2 separate regions of the Ovis aries genome follow, and region 1 is linked to region 2. A link is a contact called in public Hi-C data. All regions are on one chromosome and are shown on one strand. Each heading gives the region's core, a stretch centred on a gene start, on an enhancer-like site or on the middle of the called end of the contact. The rest is flanking DNA. Distances are from core to core; before and after follow the strand shown.

The links. Hi-C and Micro-C count contacts between places; a contact is called where the count stands out from the background.
Region 1: a contact with region 2 is called in a Hi-C map of liver, with 2.7 times the contacts expected there. The contact joins the enhancer-like site here to the promoter of PPARD in region 2. A contact is called at or near these places in 8 of 16 Hi-C or Micro-C datasets (blood, liver, mesenteric adipose tissue and 4 more).

Annotation. Positions count from the first base shown.
Region 1 is chr20:9,509,174-9,512,655 of ARS-UI_Ramb_v3.0, reverse strand. All of the region lies in intron 2 of PPARD (peroxisome proliferator activated receptor delta), which reads right to left. Among named protein-coding and RNA genes, the nearest start is that of FANCE, 33 kb to the left of the region's middle. Within about 2 kb of position 1,520, at least 10 of the 54 cell types and tissues checked have an H3K27ac peak or open chromatin away from gene starts, as enhancers often do. A contact at or near this core is called in liver, where this site is marked.
Region 2 is chr20:9,428,845-9,432,187 of ARS-UI_Ramb_v3.0, reverse strand. PPARD (peroxisome proliferator activated receptor delta) reads right to left here and starts at 1,359. Exons shown (of 7, transcript XM_060403109.1): 1 at 1,263-1,359.

The DNA of each region.
Region 1 (3,482 bases), core at 271-2,770, 80 kb before region 2:
GGGAAAAAGCAGACAGATTCTCTTAGACTGTCCTGAGGAAGAGGCTCCCTGGTTTATAAGACTCCACTGGGTGGGCCCATGGGAGATGGTGTGCGGCATGGTTTATGGGGGCTTCAGAAGTGCCCCCACCCCAGAAGTCTGATTCCTGCATGGACTCCAGAGATGCTGTGAAGAATCTCTCAAGAAGCTCAAGTTCATTCCCACGGAATTTCTTGCTTGATTGAGCAGAAAAAGCAGAAGTCTCAATCACATTGACCGGGCAGCAGGCTGAACTTCCTTGAGTGTTTTCCTATTACTAATGAAGGCACAGACGTCTGAGCCCCGGATTGAGGGTGTCAGTGAGGAAAGCAGTTGGCCACAGGGGGCTTCGGGGTATTAGTGCTGCCAGCTGACTCACTAAGGAGTGCTGGGGGCCTCTCCTGAACGCCTCCTTGGACGCTCAGAAACGAGCCCTCCCCGGCAAGGGGGCCTGACTGAGCCCCAGCACAAAGCTGCTTCGTGATGCCACGGATTGCCTGTCTCCCCTGCCAGGCTAGCCTGACAGCCTGCCGTCCTCTGCCTTCTTCCCTGATGAACGCACACCCACCTCAGGGGCAGGGGCCAAATCCCCAGAGCAGAGGAGCTGGGAGCAGACGGTGCTACAGGGAGACCCCAGCCACAGTAGTCAGCCCAGACGTAATGTGTTCCGGGCTGCCTTCTGCCCTCTCTACAGTACAGTCACTCTGCACAAGATCTTGATTCCTGGGACTTCTCTGGTCCCGTGGTTAAGATCTGCCTTCCAGTGCAGAGGATATGAGTTCAATCCCTGGCCGGGGAACTAAGATCCCACATGCTGCGGGGCAGCTAAAGCAGGGCGCTGTAACTACTGAGCCTGACAGCCACAATTAGACAGCCCGAGGGCGGCAGCGAAGACCCTGCATGCCGCCACTAGACCTGGTGCACCAAATAAACAGACAGAGGGCTTCCCAGGTGGGCCAGTGGTAGACAAATCCGCCTGCCAGTGCAGCAGACACAGGAGACACAGGTTCAATCCCTGGGTCGGGAAGACCCCGGGAGAAGGAAACGGCAGCCTGCAGCAGCTGCTCGCCTCCCGGCTGGGAGGGTAGGGGTGACACGGCCCCTGCTTCCTGAAAAGCCAGGCCAGTCACAGAGGCCAGGTGCTCCATGGGCTGCAGCTGTGTCGCTCACCCTGAAGACAGGGCGCTCACTGCAGGGGGGCGGCGGGCCTAGGGGAGGGAGCCCTTCCGGTCTCAGGGACCCTTGAGTGCACTCAGAGTTGGGCACCCCCATCAGGACGTAAGGGCCACAGGGCAGGGCCTCCATCTGCCGGGGTGCTGCTGCTGGATGTAGGGCAGGTGCCCAGTGACTCTGGACTGAGGGTCCTCCAGCCACCTGGGCGCCCGGGCCTCGGTGCCCTCCGGCTGGGAGGGGCCGGGCAGGACCTGCCGCTCCTGGAGAGCATGGGGTTCACGTCACCAGCTGCTGGGAGAAAACGAGACAACACGTGACGAGGCTCTGTGGAGACCTGCGCAGACGCGGGCAGGGAGGGTTTCCGGCAGTTCCTCCCCATCTGTGGTCTGTGAGCGTGTTCGCTTTCTGGTGCTTCTCGTAAGCGGTGTTTCTTTTGTGGTTTGCACGTCTGCCTCCCCCGCTAGCCTCGGCACGTCTCTACTCACGTTCTCTTTGGATCTCGAAGGCCACCTCCTCCACCGAACCTGGGTTCACAGTGACCTATCACCCCAGGCTGCTCCCGCCTCCCCATGAAGAGGGGCGCTTCCTTGTCCCCGCTGTGGCTCTGGAGGGCTGGCAGGTGTCTGATCACTTGGTTGCTGCTGGCACGGCTTGTGGCATGTCACCCTCTCTCTTCACTCAATAGACTTTTGCTGTGCACTTGCTGAGCGCAGAGCCGGAGTCGGACCCTACCCTCAACCAGCGGAGGTGAGGAAACCAGGACCCAAGGTAGCAAGCGGCAAGGCTGGCTGGTGGCGGGGCAGGCAGCAAGGTGCAGGCCTGCGGGGGAGCTGCTGCCAGGCGAGGGGGTCAGGGAATGTGACCGCTCCCCTCTCTGGGCTCAAAGGTCAGGGCTTCGGACGACCCCCAACTTGGTTCCAGGTTCTCAGAAGCAGCAGGCCTGGTGTGGGAGGTGAGAATGGATTCAAGAGCCCTGTGGGCAGTTCAAGTCAGGGTCCAAGGCTCAGACCTAAGCTCTGTGCCCTGGGCATGTCCCCTCTGCAAATCGAGTTGACAGCAGGTCTAGAGTCATGGTGAGGAGCACAGGAGCTAACAGAGAGCTCCTGGACCTTGGCAGTGCTGTGTAAATCCGCTTCGGTGAGGAGGGGACTTAGTAAGGTTCTGCAGTTCCCAAGCCTGTGCCCACATGGCAGGGGCCGGGCCTTCTCCTTCCTCTGGCTGCTGGCTCCTCTTCTCCACGGCGTCACAGAAACCAAGACGGGGTGGAGGGTTGTCTGCTTGTGAGGCCGGGAGAGCTCCGAACGAGATTGGGCGCTGCTAGAAGCCAAGGTGCCAAGCCCTTGTACCAGCGACGCAGGCAGATCTCTGGACGGCAGGGAGAGGCCCCAGTGAGCATCCCGGGGGTGGCGGGGAGCAGTCAGGAGAGCTGCAAACTGGCCTGGAGAGAGAGGCGCAGGGCAGCGCCGGCACCCAGGTACATCTGCTCCCCGCCAGGTGGTGTAAGGCCACGGGGAGGCAGGGAGGCCTGGAGCAGGAGTGATGGGAGAGAGCCAGCCCCCCGCCCCCCGCCGCCTGTGTGAGGCAGAAGAGAACACGAGGAACTGGCACACGGCAGAAAGGGGCCGGGAGCTGAGGGGCCGAGAGCTGAGGGGCGGGGCACGTGGAGCGCCTGTGTCCTGCAGGGGCAGGCTTGCTGTGGGGAACTGGTGTATTGAGGTATTCTTGTCACTGCATGGTGAGCTTTCCAAAGATAAAGTTCTGTTTCTTCCCTGTTCACCACCTGGCTTAAAAGTTTATTCTCCAACCGTCACCATATCTTACCCCAAAGTGATAATGGCAGAATGTTCCCCACTCAAGGGACCCACTTCTGAAGGCTCCTTGCCCACCCATGATCTCCCCACAGGAGAATCCCAGGGAGAGAGGAGCCTTGCGAACCGCAGTCCATGGGGTCACAAAAGAGTCGGACATGACTGAGCAATTGAGCATGAACATCGTTTCAAACCACTCTGGGAGTCAGTAACTGCCACCATTTAAAGATGAGGGGGTTTTGTCCAAGGTCACCGTGCAATACATGGTAGGACTGGGATGGGACCCTCAATCCGAGAACCCCTGCAAGGGCTACGTGTTCAATGCACACCGAGTGTGTCAGGACCTCCACTGGATGCTTCACGCATCAGCCTCATGTGACCCATGCAACAATCCTTCAAGCAGGTCTTCTTAAGACTCTTTCATAGATGAGGAAACAGGCTCAGAAGGCTAGGTGATGTGCTGACAGCGGCTAATTCTGTGTC
Region 2 (3,343 bases), core at 110-2,609:
GACTTCTCTTAGCTCTCTGGGACGGGGGACAGGGTGGAGGGCGGGAGGAAGGGCAGAGACAGGCTGGGGTATCATGGTTTTAATGTGTATAATAAGAGTGTAAAGCCATAAAGCCCTGTTTCCTGGAAGGGGAAAAGAGCTGGATGAGGCCTCCAACTACCCCTGGCACACACCCAATTCAGCGGCTGGTCTCTCCTCAAGGGTTCCTGGAAGTCAACAAACCCATAAAGGGGAAGTACTCCACTGAGACTGGGAGAATGGTCTATAAATTGGACATTATCCCTGATGCAACACCCTAGTAAATTCTCCCACACAGACACAGGTTATATTCACCTCAGACATTCAGAGCCTTACTTCAATCACAGGGCTGTACACCCTACCCCACGGGGATCTCATCTGTGGGTCATGGGAAAACAAAGTAGTGTCTGGAGCTTAATGCTTCTCCCAGAAGCAGAGGCAAGGAACTGGGAGGGAAGGGGAGATGGATGACAGGAATGCAGGGGACAGGGCTGACTAGAAAGAAATCCTGAGAGTGGGGAAAAAAAAAAAAAAAAAACAAGGCTTCTGCGGGGAACCGGGATAGGAGAGGCTTAGGTAGACAGGCACTGAAGGCATGGGCTGAAAAAGCCAAGTAACAAGGTGAGAAAGGTGTGGGGGAGGAGTAATATGGGGGGGAGGTGCAGGCAAGTGGGAGAAAGAGAGAACGGGGATGGGGAAAGAGAGCGAAGACTGGGAGGGCAAGGATAGGGGGACGAAGACAAGGATGATGAGGCGGGGGTGAGCGGAGAAGCTCTCCAAGGAGACCCTGGGCAGAGAGGGTCAAGGCTTTGGGGACACCAGAGAAGGGATGGAGGAAGAGATGAGAGGCAAGGGTGGGAGGGGACCCAGAGCCTGAGACGCCGGCTTTCAGAGCACAGAAGTGGGAAGAGGTGAAGACTCGAGGCCCAGAAGGGGCCGCAGAAATCTGGGGGTCGAGGGGAGGAGGCCCACGGTGCGGGCTCGAAAAGCGACGGGCGTCCAAAGGCTGGGAGCGCAACGGCAGCGGGGCGGCGTGCCCGGAGAGCGACGGACAGCCGCGGCCCGCCCGGGCCCGAGCGACGGGAAGCGACGGCCGCCGGGTCGGCGGACCCCCTGCGCCTCTCGCTCCGCACTCCACTCCCCGCCGGGCCTCGCGCACCAGCTTCGCGGCTCGCCTCAGCCAGGGCCCGCGGCTCTCCCGCCTCCGCCGCTCCGCCGACCCACTTCCCAGGACCCGGACTGACCTGTCCCGGCTGGCCCCCGCGCCGCCGCCGCCGCCGCCGCCGTCCCGCAGGCTCCGCAGGCGCCTCCGGCTCCTGCCAAAACTTTTCCCATTAATCCCCGGCTCCGCGCGGCGGCCGCGGCGTCACACGCTGCGCGGCCCGGCCCCGCCCCCGCCAGAGCGACGTCACCGGGCCGCTCGTCCCCGCCCCCTCTTTCCACGCCCCCTTTCCGCTTAAGCCGCGGCCAATCACCGCACGTCTGGGATCCGCCCCCTGACTCTGCCACTCCGCCCACCGCACGGGGCGCCGGGCCCACCTGCAGCGCCCTCTGGTGCCCAGGGAGGAGCCAGGGCGGAAGCTCCAGGACCGGTAAGACACGTCTGGCAAGTATCACAGAAGAGAATTGGAAGTTGGAAGGGAACGTAGCGATTATTTTAGCAACGTCTCCTTATCCTTCCAGGGAAGAAACAGCCCCAGAGAAGTTGTGTGACTTGCAGTGAGAGGCAATACGGAGGCTGGAACCTGGATATTCCACTGAAGAAGACTATGCTCCCTCTGGTTTTCACAAAGGGCTTTGTCCTTCAAGTTCAGTTCAGTTCGGTTCAGTCGCTCAGTCGTGTCCGACTCTTTGCGACCCCATGGACTGCAGCACTCCAGGCTTCCCTGTTCATCGCAAACTCCCGGAGCGTACTCAAACTCATGTCCATTGAGCCGGTAATGCCATGCAACCATCTCATTCTCTGTCGTCCCTTTCTCCTCCCGCCTTCAATCTTTCCCAGCATCAGGGTCTTTTCCAATGAGTCAGTTCTTCACATCAGGTGGCCAAAGTATTGGAGTTTCAGCTTCAGCATCAGTCCTTCCAATGAATATTCAGGACTAATTTCCTTTAGGATGGACTGGTTGGATCTCCCTGCAGTCCAAGGGACTCTCAAGAGTCGTCTCCAACACCACAGTTCAAAAGAATCAATTCTTCGGCCTTCAAGAGGCTTCTGCAACTAGAAATATGGACTTCCCTGGTGATTCAGTCGGTAAAGAATCCGGGTTTGATCCTGGGTGGGGAAGATTCCTCTAAAGAAGGAAATAGCAACCCACTCTAGTATTCTTGCCTGGGAAATCCCACGGACAGAGGAGCCTGCCGAACTACAGTCCGTGGTGTTGCAAAGAGTCGGACAGGACTGAGCGACTAAACCACCACAACTAGAAATTTATGGTTCTGGATTTCTTACTTATCTTCCTATTCATCTAATATACTTGCCCTGTAAATGGGGAACATCCTTCCTCCTGTTGTAGAAAATTCTGTTGTCCCTTTTTAACCTAGGTCTTTAGGACCTGGAAGGGACCTGTCATCCCAATCTTCAGATATACCATAAAAAGTTACTTAGCAGGATGTCCCTGCTGGTCCAGTGGCTAAGACTCTGCTCTTCCAATGTAAATGTGCTGGATTTGATTCCTGCTCCGGGAACTATATCCTGCATGCAGCAACTAAAGATCCAGTGCAGCCATAAATGAATTTTTTTTTTAAGTACCTAGCAGCTGGGATGCAGTCTTTAAAATATATATATATATCGGCTTCTCTGAGTCTTCATTGCTGCATACAGGCTTTCTCTAGTTCCTTTTAGTTGTGGTAGGCAGGCTTCTCACTGCAATGTCTTTTCTTGCACAGCAGGACTCTAGGGGGCACAGGCTTCAGTAATTGTGGCCTATGGTCTCAGTAGTTGTGGTGCATGGGCTTGGTCGCCCTGAAGCAGGTGAAATCTTTCCAAATCAGGGATCGAACCCATGTCCCCTGCCTTGGCAGGGAGATTCTTTTTTTTTTTTTTTTCAATTTTATTTGTATTTTAACACCAAAAGCATTTTGTATTGGGGTATAGCCGATTAACAATATTGTGATAGCTTCAGGTGAACAGTGAAGGGACTCAGCCATTCAATTACAAGTATCCATTCTCCAGGCAGATGGATTCTTGACCACTGGACCACCTGGAAAGTCCCTGGAAGGCAATCTTATGAAAGAGATTGGATTTATCATTTGGAGATGAACAAACTCTGTAGGTATATTATCTAATCTCCATCATCTTTAAAACAAAGATTACACTCCACTCTCT